2 separate regions of the Mus musculus genome follow, and region 1 is linked to region 2. Evidence: chromatin contacts called from public Hi-C data. All regions are on one chromosome and are shown on one strand. Each heading gives the region's core, a stretch centred on a gene start, on an enhancer-like site or on the middle of the called end of the contact. The rest is flanking DNA. Distances are from core to core; before and after follow the strand shown. Region 1 holds the start of Slco1b2 (solute carrier organic anion transporter family, member 1b2). Region 2 has its middle 37 kb from the start of Slco1b2.

The links. Hi-C and Micro-C count contacts between places; a contact is called where the count stands out from the background.
Region 1: a Hi-C map of liver shows a contact between it and region 2, with 5 times the contacts expected there. The contact joins the promoter of Slco1b2 here to the enhancer-like site in region 2. A contact is called at or near these places in 1 of 39 promoter capture datasets (liver), 4 of 484 Hi-C or Micro-C datasets (all in liver), 2 of 115 datasets of contacts at active chromatin or transcription factors (both in embryonic stem cells) and 2 of 9 other capture datasets (adipose tissue and liver).

The regions. Positions count from the first base shown.
Region 1 is chr6:141,628,031-141,634,640 of GRCm38.p6, forward strand. It overlaps Slco1b2 (solute carrier organic anion transporter family, member 1b2), which reads left to right and starts at 1,488. Exons shown (of 16, transcript NM_020495.2): 1 at 1,488-1,526; 2 at 5,051-5,134; 3 at 6,354-6,505. The coding sequence starts at 6,428.
Region 2 is chr6:141,589,230-141,595,501 of GRCm38.p6, forward strand. No RefSeq gene overlaps it. Among named protein-coding and RNA genes, the nearest start is that of Slco1b2, 37 kb to the right of the region's middle. Within about 2 kb of position 1,907, at least 19 of the 459 cell types and tissues checked have an H3K27ac peak or open chromatin away from gene starts, as enhancers often do. A contact at or near this core is called in embryonic stem cells and liver, where this site is marked.

The DNA.
Region 1 (6,610 bases), core at 238-2,737, 38 kb after region 2:
GGCTATGCCAGGGCCTAGCAAACACAGAAGTGGATGCTCGCAGTCAGCTATTGGATGGATCACAGGGCCCCCAATTGAGGAGCTAGAGAAAGTATCCAAGGAGCTAAAGGGGTCTGCAACCTGTGGAAAAACAATATGAACTAACCAGTACCCCCCCCCCCCCGGAGCTCGTGTCTCTAGCTGCATATGTATCAGAAGATGGCCTAGTTGGCCATCTTTGGAAAGAGAGGCCCATTGGTCTTGCAAACTTTATATGCCTCAGTACAGGGGAACAGCAGGGCAAAGAAGTGGGAGTGGGTGGGTAGGAGAGTGTGGGGGGGAGAGTATGGGGGACTTTCGGGATAGCATTGGAAATGTAAATGAAGAAAATATCTAATTAAAAAATAACTTCAGTGAAGTAGCTGGATATAAAATTAACTCAAACAAATCAGTGGCCTTTCTCTACACAAAAGACAAACAGGCTGAGAAAGAAATTAGGGAAACAATACCCTTCACAATAGTCACAAATAATATAAAATACTCTAACTAAGCAAGTGAAAAATCTGTATGACAAGAACTTCAAGTCTCTGAAAAAAGAATTCAAAGATCTCAGAAGATGCAAAGATCTCCTATGCTCATGGATTGGCAGGATTAATGCAATCCCCATTAAAATTCCAACTCAATTCTTCATAGAGTTAGAAAGGGCAATTTGTAAATTCGTCTTGAATAACAAAAAACCTAGGATAGCAAAAACTATTCACAACAATAAAAGAACCTCTGGTGGAATCACCATCTCTGACCTCGAGCTGTACTACAGAGCAATTGTGATAAAAACTGCATGGTACTGGTACAATGACAGACAGGTAGACCAATGGAATAGAATTGAAGACCCAGAAATGAACCCACACACCTATGGTCACTTGATCTTTGACAAAGGAGCTAAAATCTTCCAGTGGAAAAAAGACAGCATTTTCAACAAATGGTGCAGGCTCACGTGGCAGTTATCATGCAGAAGAATGCAAATAGACCTATTCTTATCTTCTTGTACAAAGCTCAAGTCCAAGTGGATCAAAGACTTCCACATAAAGTCAATTTTCTTTTGAACATGAATTAACCTGGCTTCTTTTTCAGAATTACATTGAATGCTTTTAAGTAGTGGGTAATATGTTGTATTCATATAAATTATCAAAGATACTAATGTGCAACCAATACAATTGGATGAAAGTTGCAAGCCACTTCTAAAAACAAAGTTTGTTATTTTGGCACTTGTATAATATAAAGTATAAAAATATAATGTGTACATTCTGAGAAGTTTTAAATACAGTCTTTAAAACACAGGAGTCTGGATCAAATAATTCCTACCTAGATCTTTGTTTGCTTCTTTCTTCCTGGTTTTTTTCCTTCTTTTTCCTATTTGTGTAGGACAGTGACCTGAAGAGATAGTTAATCATCACTGAACTGAAAAAAAGCAGAGAGGCTTTAAAGTGGGACTTTCAGATCAGGTGCAGGTTAGACATGCCACACTTGTTGTAGAAGCCTGAGTTCAGGTAAGATGCTTTGCGACTGCTTTCATCATGTCTTCAGTGTTTTTTTTCTCAATACAGAGGGAATATATGGGAGCTCGTAGTACCTGGTAGAAGATGGTATGGCTTGGCTCGTCTGTGCAGCTCTCAGAACCTGTTACCAACCCCTTCAGGAGATAGATGTGGCTCAGGTTTCCACAGTCCCAAATTATAGCAAGTAATAGGTAATTTAAAACAGAGTTTGAAAATTAATTTCCAGTTATGCTTAGACAAATGGAACTTCTGGCTGGGATCAGTGAACCATGGGTTACCTCCTTAACATTCTCTATAGACAATTATTTTACCAACCACACAGAATGATGAATTCTCTCTCTCTCTCTCTCTCTCTCTCTCTCTCTCTCTCTCTCTCTCTCTCTCTCTCTCTCTCTCTCTCAACTTCTTCTGACCTGGACAAAGGAGGGTGCAGAGCTAGATGACAAATAGGAATAGGCAGGGCCCAACTGCCTCTTAGCAGACTCTGCAACCCCTCAGATGCCATCTTCTGTGTGAATCAGGTGGAGGGACCATGAAGAGCTTTCCTGATGGCTTTATTTCCAATTCAAAGATTTTAAAATTATGACTATGATAGCTGCCAGCACAAGGGGATCTCGAGGAATGTTTCTTTTCTTCTTCCGTTTACAAAGGTGATAAGAAAATTGTTTGTCAAAGTAAGATGGGGCTCTGGAGTCCCCAACCTCTTAGGAGAGGTGTGGGTGCACACTGCTTATTTTCCTCCTTGGTTCCTGGGATAGATAGCTCCTTGTCTGTGTTGTATCCTGTGACCCTTGAATAATAAACGCAGATGCATGGAACCAGAGGCTGCCACTGCTTACCTGCAATTTACCCTGGAAGACTGACTTCTCCTCAGGGAAGATTGGCATAGTGCATTCAAATGTCTGTGGTCATTTGTAAACACTTATTGTTTGGAATTATCTTTGAAGTCATTTAGAGTCAAAAACAAACAAACAAACAAACAAACAAACAAAAACAACACATTCAGATAAAATTCCATCCCATACCTCCAAAAGGCTTCAAATTACAAAATACAGAAACATTTTATCATGTGACTCAAATCCAGACTGACTTTCTCATCTCCAGGCTACTCATACTTTAGTTTGCAGCTTAATGTTCATGGGAAACAGGGAACAACAAGTTTGTTTGTTTGTTTGTTTTTCTAAACTTTTTGTTGTTTATCCTCCCCCACAAGGTTTTAGAAGTTTACTCAGGCCGAGCAGTGGTGGCGCACATCTTTAATCCGAGAATTTGGGAGGCAGAGGCAGGCAGATTTTTGAGTTTGAGGCCGGCCTGGTCTACAGAGTGAGTTCCAGAACAGCCAGGGCTATACAGAGAAACCCTGTCTGGAAAAACAAACAAACAAACAAAAAAAAGGTTTACTCAGTTAGTTGGTCTGAGAATGGAGGGAAATCCAGAACATGGTGCTCGGCTGGTGCAGTCACTCCATGAATACGAGATCTGAAGGGATTGTTTCTTTTTTCATTTTTCTTTTATCTAGTCTTTTTATACCTTCTTAGGCAAAAAATTCTTTAGAAAATTACCTCAGAGATAAAATGTTACATAGAATGAGAGTTACAGAGGATGTTGATATTAAGTTCAAAGCAGCATTTCATTATAATATACTCTATAAGTTGAAAGCAACAGTTTTTACATGTTCTTGCCTTATCATAGTGCACACTTGTGACTTTATCCTTGGATCTAAATGTTTTTTTTTTTTGAACACAAAATTACCTCTGGTCTATTTCTCTTTTTAGTGTAATTATGAAAGTTCATTTTTTTTTTCTTTTTACGTTGCCTTTACTTAGTATTATGACGAGTGGGCACATTCTAGTCTTGATTCTAAGTTTATTGCATCTTACTAGCAGCTAAGACCATCTCTAGAAATGTTCTTCTTTTCCTTTTCTTGTTTTAAAAGACAACATTGGAAAGAGATGCTTGGGGAAGATGCAAAACCTTGAGATGAGGGAGACTTCATGTTAGGAAGGAAATTCCAAAGGGTGGAGAGTGCTCCTCTGAGACAGTGACTCCACGTACAGAGGTCTCTCTGTGAGTGAATTGAAAATAAAACTTTAAACAAGTGCTGGGTGTAGACAGTGAAGACACTAAATGGAGAGTATAAATTGCGTTTTGTACAGTATAGGGATCCCTGAAAGATTCGAAGGCCAGGTAGAGTGTGCATGGGAGGCAGGCAAGGATGCAGGATAAGAAGTTAACCCATTGAAGGATGGGAAGGCTGAAGACAGCTGTCCTCAGGAGTCTGGAAATATATATGAAAGTTAGGTGTAAAACAAAAAAAGACAGTTTACTGCACAAGCCATGCCTACTTGAGATTACTTGGAAAAAAGCCTTTTCCTAATGTTTAATACTGAACAAAGACATGCATGAGAAATTGTTGGTATACTTATGATGACCTTAACACAAAATATGATTGATTTGTGGTTCCTGCCCCTTACCCAGGAGCTGAAACGAAGTGGGTACTAGGATGGCAGAAACCTGGGAGAAAAGTGGAATGGCTGGAGTTTGTTTATACACAGGCATACATTTCTGTGGTCTACATTATTTTATATTTATTCACATTTATATGAGTGATGAGACCTCAATATTTTGTTGATTCATATACATGTATGTGTAAAATTATATATTTTATATATATAACAAATATATAAACTAAACACACACATATATATATACATATATATGTGTATATGTATATGTATATATATATATATATATTCGCACAGATTCTTATAGTCAGACTGGCTTAGAACTTTTTATACATTGCTAAAGCTGGCCTTGAGTTGCCAAACCTACTCCTTTTCCTCACAAAATCTAGGATTACAGGCATATACCCCCAAGTACAGCAATAGCCAAGTGTTATACAATAATGTAATAGAAATAAATTTAAAAATGCATAGCACGTAGGAAGCTAATTCAAGTAGAAAAGTACTAAACCTGCATGCACAGGACATGAACTCATTCCATAGAGTTTTTCCCAGATGAGACAGGTAGATCCCTGGGGCTCTCTGGCCAATTAGCCTAGTTTACTTAGTGAGTTTTCAGGCGCTAAAAGTCTCCATTAAAACAAAACAAAACAAAACAAAACAAAACAAAACAAAACAAAACAAAACAAAACAAAACAAAACAAAACCAAACCAAACCAAACCAAACCAAACCAAACCCAAAGGCTAAGATCGTCCTCTGACTTCACATGCACTCCTGCATGCACACAACACACACACACACATACACACACATACACCTGCACACACATGCATCTGCATATACGTGAATATGTACACAAACACATACATATACCCACACGCATAAGCATGCACTTGCATGCACGTAGATGACCACACACACACAAACACACACAACACACACAACATACACACACACACACACACACACAAGAAGAGGAAACATACAATAACGAACGTACACAGTCGTCCTTCATTATTCATAGATTGTGCTTAAGCAAATTTCTTATTCAGGACACCAAGACTGCTGGTGCTTTGTGGCTGATCGCCAGCCTAGGCCAAATGCCAGAAAGCTTGGGTTGTCGGTGGAAGGCATAGGTGAGTTATTAGTGAAGGTTATAGGAGGTGAGGACATAATATGTCATTGGAATGTCAACACATGAAATGCTCTCAGTTGTTATTTTGTAAATAGTCTGCATTTTTGTAGCCTTTTTCGGTCACTTCTTAAAATATGGCAAAATCCAATTCAGGGTTGTTCATGCAAAAGTACCTGATTAAGACCAATACAATTTGTGTGTGTGTGTGTGTGTGTGTGCGCGCGCACGCACGCACACGTGTGCACATACACACACACACACACACACACACATGAGAGAGAGGGGGGGAGAGAGAGAGGGAGAGAGAGAGAGAGAGAGAGAGAGAGAGAGAGAGAGAGAGAGAGAGAGAGAGAGAGAAAAGAGTTTATGTGTTTGAGTATAAGTGTTAAATAAATTCCAGGCTGGCTTGACCTGTCATTTTATACTCTATTCCTTCTATGTTAAAAATGTGAACATATATTCAGAAAAGTACTTTTCAACAGAAATATTTATGAAAGGTTATATTAGCTGGTTAAACTGTTGTGACAGAAAGTCTGCCCTGATGGGTCCTCTAGAATCAGTGTTTAGAAGTTTACTAATTTTATGTTCTAATGAAATTTACATATTGTCATTAGCATAAATAATAGCAATCAACTGAGCCTTTAGTGCATAGGAAACCTATTGTGTAATAGGGACATCTACAAGTCGTGATGATGTTTTTCAGTGTCTATAGTTAGTTTAGGGGCCTCGGATCTACCCCTCTGTGAAACCATCTTATACAGTTATTGTTTGAAGTCATAGAATGGGTTTTTTTTTTTTTTGCTGTTTGTTTTGAGTATCTGCTATATACAAGGCCCATTTTTGAACTTTATAAATTTTTAAAGAAAAATTAGTGAACAATTTCCTTTCTTAGGCCATATGCCTAGACATGCAGAATGATATCAAAATCCTAGTTTCTATAATTTAATTATTTTGTTCATTTTAAATATAAATACATCTTATTTAACTTACTGATTTTACATTTCCTTTAATAAATTTACCAATTTCAATTTAAAAATCTTCCTGAGGTTAGAACATTGTGTTTTCTTTCTCAATTTTGTGTACAGCATTTACCTAGTTCAGTGGTTGAGACCTAAGCCCTTAATAAATATCAGTGACAGAATGGTTGGGGTTGACATCTCGGCTTTCCTCGTTTGTAAGTTATATTGTTAACATAAAATAAATGGCACCTTTTCTCCTAGGGTAGGCGGTCATTTGAAAGGAAGTATTTATCAAGAGTGATCACAGACATTCCCATCACAACCACTGTTCAATCATGGACCAAACTCAGCATCCAAGCAAAGCTGCCCAACCTTTAAGATCAGAGAAGACAAGGCACTGCGATGGATTCAGGGTAGGATGGATGTCGCATTCCCAAACTAACAGAGTAAAGAGGGAATCCCGTTAAGTAGAATAGCGTTATGTTTCAGACTAGAATTTCCACTAAAGTATAAAATTT
Region 2 (6,272 bases), core at 657-3,156:
CATATCTTCATCCCTCTGCTCACTGGACTGGGCCTTCATTCTTCTACATGCAGACATCCAGTTAGACCAGCACCATTTATTGAAGATGGTTTTTTGAGTTGTTTTGCCTTCTTTGTCAAAAATAGGTGTGGATTTATGTCTAGGTCTTTGTTTCTATTCTACCAATATTCATTCTCTCTCTCTCTCTCTCTCTCTCTCTCTCTCTCTCTCTCTCTCTCTCTCTCTCTCTCTGTGTGTGTGTGTGTGTGTGTGTGTGTGTGTGTGTGTGTATTTTACCATAACTCTGTAGTAGAGCTTTAAATCAGGGAAGTTCTTTTACTGTACATAATTATTTTAGCTATCCTGGATTTTTTGTTTTTCCATATGAAGTTGAGTATCACTTTTTCAAGTCCTATAAAGAATTGTTTTAGAATTTTGATGGGATCCTGTTGCATCTGTAGATTCCTTTTGATATGATGGTCATTTTTACCATGGTGATCCTATGAATCCATGAACATGGGAGATAGTTCAGTCTTCTGATATCATGCCCAATTTTTTTCTTCAAAGACTTGAAGTTCTTATCATACAGGTCTTTTACTTGCTTGGTTAGAGTTACAAGAAGATATTTTAAATTATTTGTTGCTATTGTGAAGGGTGTTGTTTGCCTTACTTCTTTCTCAACTCATTTATCATTCATGTATAGGAAGGCTACTTATTTCTCTGAGTTAATCTTCTATCTATGCCAGGAGCCCCCAGGTCGAGGCCAAGGAGTCACAGAGTAGGACTCTGGTGATGGCTTTAAAGTCTGAGGATCTGGGGCTTTCTAGCTCTCTAATTATACTAAACTGCTAATGATAACTTCTAAGAAGTCCTAAAAACTTTCTTGCTCTTTCTGAGGGTAAAAGACTGCTGGCTTGGGTTATTAACACCTGTAGCCTAACAGAGGAGGATTAAGCAATGCAGCCTTTGTTCTACCTCAGCAGGAACTTAGCAGGCTCTAACTTTCAGCCTGTTAGTCAGAAACTGCAGGAAGAGAAGACTCTTAAAGAAGTTTATTACTAAGTTGTAAAAAGTTTCCCATGAAAACTATTTAAGAGGACAAGCGAAAGATCCTAAGTGGGGGTGGGGGGAGGGAAAATTCTCTAAGTGGTTAAAGGGAAAAGAAAGATTCAAGTCTAAGTGGGGATAGGCAAAAAAAGACTCCTCTATTGATCTCTCTCATCTCTTTGTCCTCAGTACTTATACATCTTCCAGAATACATGATCACATGTTACAAAGTTCATCAGAAGTTCACACAAAAATAATCAAACCATAAATTGAAATAGAAGTTTACCACAGTGAATTTTCACATGCATATCCATCACCTGTTTCAGATCCACAGGTTCACTGAAGGGTTAAAACCATAACTAAGTTGTTAGTGAAGTTTTGTATAGATAAACCCAGTCGATACTTTATTTTCTGGCCTAACACCTACAATAAATCGTTAGTTCCCTTTTAATGATCTTTGGTTAATTGTTTTACAATCTCTTGGAATGTGCTCTGGGTAGGAGAAAGTCTGGTTACCACCTAAGAACAATTAAATGCTAACACTTAGGAGCCTGGCCACACCCACTCCAGTGAAGTCTGTGTGATGGGCCTAAAGGCTTGGTTGCAGTCCCGAGGCAAAGAGTTTCATGGAAACTCAGTCTCCTGGAACCTTGGCATGAATGCTCCAAACCTGTCCCTGCGTTGGTCAGTGAATGGATCTGTGTGCTTTCTTTCAGTATTTGTTTTATTATAGGTGCCTCCAAGAAATGGTTTTAATAATACCTAAATCAGGTTGAACTTTACTCCCTGGCTTTCACCAATGTCCTAGGCAGTCTTTGAGCTGACCCTGGGCTTGGAATTTTGTAAGAATGTTATTCACCCAGGTGGCATGTCCCAGTGTTGACAGTTAGTAATCAGGCATCTCAGTTTGCCAGACAGGAGCTAGTATTCTCAGGGCAAGCTTAGCAAAGTATACTTAGAATCTTCATTACAGTCAGGTATGGCAAACTACATTGCATATTAGAGGAAAGTTGGTGACTTCTTCTGACAAATGGAGATTCCCTACAGATACTTAAAAGAGCAGCCAAGTTACTCCCATATGCAAGAATTTACCATGGCCTAGGTAAAAGGAGGGTTGTGGTTTAAAAAAGAACTACAGTATTGCATTATTCATGAAAAGGTCTGCTAGAGCAGAACCCCCTGGTGCAAGCTTTCACAAGGCTCAGAGGAATAGCATAAATTGTGACTAGGGTTTGAAATCTTCACCTGGCCCCTGTCATTAGCTGACTTTAGGTAGGGCTGATCTTATCTCAATGGTAAACATTGCCTGGTTCCTGCCAGTCTTTTGAATGCATTTCTCTGTTTTGTGTCAGATAACTTCAATGTACCTTGGCTGTTATGTCACCTAACTTCTTTGTTTTCTTCTGTAATATATAAGTCTGATGCTCACTTTGACAAATTACGTTCAGATACAACATTCCCTTGTGCTTGTGTCTGTTTGTCACCTTTTCGCCGACTCCTGCGCACCTGTACTGGGACCCTGATTCTCCTGCGGATTGAGGGGCTGACTGAGGCCAGTCCGAGGCAGAGACTGACAGAGGTCTCATTGCAGCTTTGACTATCAGAAAAGGACCTAATAGCAGTCCTATGAATAAAAGAGCTTAATAATCACAGATATAATTTTAGGAATTCTTATAGGGTCATCATTAAGACTTAAGTCATCTATTTGTCTATATAGCATCACTACAAGATAGTACATCTTCATGTATCTGTAGAGATCTGCTCCAAAGGGGTGTGCTCCTACTTAGTGATTGTTATATATGCTGAATTATAACAGGAAAAGCATATTAATAACAGGAATCTTTCCAAAAATGAGTCCCTCATAGCCTTGTTTAATGAGGGCTCACCTGTCACTGATTATATAATTATCCGAGGCAGGCCACTTCAGGATGATCACCTGCTAGTTATTAGCTTGTCCCATTATGGCTCTTGACATATACAGCCACTTTGCTGAAGGTGTTTATCAGCTGTGGGGGTCCCCCAGCAGAATTTTTTGGTTACTTATATACTATACTCTCATCTGCAAATAACAATACTTTGACTTCTTTTCTAATTTGTATCCTCTTGATCTATTTTAGTTGTCTTATTGGTTTATCCAGAACTTCAAGTACTATATTGAATAGATAGGAGAATAGTGGACAGTCTTGTCTTGTTTTTAATTTTAATAGAGTTGCTTTTTTATTTATTTAATTTGATGTTGGCTATCAGCTTGCTGTATATTGCCTTTAATACGTTTTGTTATTACCTGATATATTCTAGTGCTTTATTATGAAAGGGTGTTGGATTTTTGTCAAAGGGTTTTTTAGCATCTAATGAGATGATCATGCATTTGTTTTTCTTTAATTTTGTTTATATGATGGATTACATTGGTAGATTTTCATGTTTAACCATCAGTGTGTCTCTGGAATGAAACCTACTTGATCATGGTGGTTGACATTTTTGTTGTGCTCTTGGGCTCAGTTTATAAGAATTTTATTAAGTGTATTTACAACAATTTCATGAGGAAAATTTGTCTGTAATTCTTTGGTGAATCTTTGTGTGGTTTGGCGATCATAGTGATTGTGACTTCATAAAATGAATTTGGCAATGTTCCTTCTATTTCTATTTTGTAAAAACATCTGATAATTATTGGTATTTGTTCTTCTTTGAAAGTCTGGTAGAATTCTAGCCTGGGGGGCGTTTTTGATTTGTGAGGGAGTTGGGAGAGACTTTTAATGACTGCTTCTACTTTCTTAGGTATTATAGGCTATTTAAATGGTTTATCTGATCTTGATTAACTTTGGTAAGTGGAATCTATCAAGAAATTTGTCCATTTCTTTTAGAACTTTCAATTTTGTGGAGTACAGGTTTCTAAAGTATGACCTAACGATTCTTCAGATTTCCTTGGTGCCTATTGATATGTCTCTGTTTTTCTTTCTGATTTTGTTAATTTGAATTTTCTCTTTCTGCATTTTAGTTAGTTTGGATAAGGATTTATCTAGCTCATTGATTTTCTAGAAATACACAACACTTTGTTTTAATTGATTCTTTGTTGCTATTTTATTGATTTCAGTCCTAAGTTTGATTATTTCTTGTCATCTACTGATCTTGGCTGTGCTTGCTTCTTTTTATTCTAGAGCTTTCCGGTACACTGTTAAGTTGCCAGTATGAGATCTCTCTCTTTCTTTATGAAGTTACTTAATGCTATGAACTTTTCTCTTAGCACTGCTTTCATCGTGGCTCCTCAGTTTGGGTATATTGTGCACTCATTTTCATTGAATTCTAGGAAGTTTCTAATTTCTTTCTTTATCTTTACCTACACATAATGGTTGTTCAGAAGGGAGTTGTTTAATTTCCATGGACTTGTAAACTTTTTGTTGTTGAAATTGAGCTTTAATCCCTGGTTGTTTGATTAGATATGGAGGGTTGCTTTAATTTTTCTTGTGTCTGTTGAGACCTTCTTTGAGACTAAATATGGTCAGTTCTGGAGATGGTTCCGTGAGGTGCTGTGTAGATATATTATTTTGTGTTTAGGTGACATGTTCTGTGATATCTGTTAGGTCCATTTGAATTGTAATACCTGTTAGTTACATTATTTCTCTATTTAGTTTCTGTCTTGATAACCTGCCCATTGTTTAGAGTTGGGTGTTAATGTCTCCTGCTATTATTGAGTGGGGTTCTATGTGTGATTTACACTCTAGTAATATTTCTTTTGCAAATGTGGTGCTTTTGCATTTGGGATGTAGATGTTAAGAATTCAGATGATCTGATAGATTTTTTCTTTGATGTAAATAAAGTGTCCTTCTTCATGTCTTTTGATTAACTTTAGTTGGAAATACATTTTGATAGATATTAGAATTGGTACCTATGATGGTTTGTATATTCTTGGACCAGGGAGTGGCACCATCTGAAGGTGTGGCCTTGTTGGAATAGGTGTGACCTGGTTGGAATGGGTGTGTCACTGTGGGTTTGGGTATAAGATCCTCACCCTAGTTGCCTGGAAGTCAGTCTTCCACTAGCAGCCTTTGGGTGAAGACATAGAACTCTCAGCTCCTTCTGTACCATGCCTGCCTGGATACTGCCATGCTCCCACCTTGATGATAATGAACTGAACCTCTGAACCTGTAAGCCAGCCCCAATTAAATGTTGTTTTTTATAAGACTTGCCTTGGTCATGGTGTCTGTTCACAGCAGTAAAACCCTAACTAAGACAGAAGTTGGTACTAGGAGTGGGGTATTGCTGTGATAGGCCTGACCATGCTTTTATCTGAAAGAATGTGGATCTTTGGACTTTGGATTTGGAACTCAGTGGAATGCTTTAAATGGGGCTTAATGGGTCATCCTAGTAGGAATATGGAAGACTTTGTTGTTGGGAGTAATTTGAACTGTGTTGACCTGGCCCAAGAGATTTCAAAGGAGAAGAATTTCAGTATGTGGCATAAAGACTGTTTTTGTGGTATTTTGGTGAAGAATGTGGCTACTTTTTACCCTTGTCTGAAAAGTCTGCCTGAGGCTAAGGTGAAGAGACTTGGATTAATTGCATTAATTGCATTGACAAAGGAAGTTTCAAAAAAGCCCAGCAGAGACTTTGTTCTCTGGTTAAGTCTCACAAAGAGAAGTTTGAACAAGCATAGCAAGCTTAGAAAGGCAAAATATAAAATATATGGTTCGAGTATTAAAGGAGTACCAGGAAGTGAAATGGAGCAAAATCATGTGTTCTAGGAGATAACAGGTTAAGGAAGTGGGACCTTGGGGCAAGATTCTACCCAGCTTAATTAGATCCAGGCATGGCGGTACATACCTTTAATCCCATGAGACAATCATGCTGATCTCTGCATTCAAGGTCAATCTACAGAGCAAGAACCAGGATAGCCAAGCTTAGGCAGTGAAGGATTTAGAAAACATGAAACCAGTCTTAACAAGGGAATCATGTTCTAGATCCTGTAAGCAGCAGAACTTGGCAGCTTCAGCCATGTGGCTCTGGCTCTAGAGTTAAGAATGGAAGGAACTACTGAGACAATTGATGCTGGTTAGCTGGAGCTAAGACGTTAGCAATGATTAAGAAGAGACCAGCATCACTGAGTTGAAATCTGGGAGTTGTTTTCTGGGATCACAAAGAAGCTGTGTTCCAGAGATAGCCAAGGTTGTACCTCGTGCTGCAGCTGGAATTGGTAATGTATAAGAGTCACCCAGGTGGTACTGGTTTTGAAGGCATGAAGGTGTCATGAA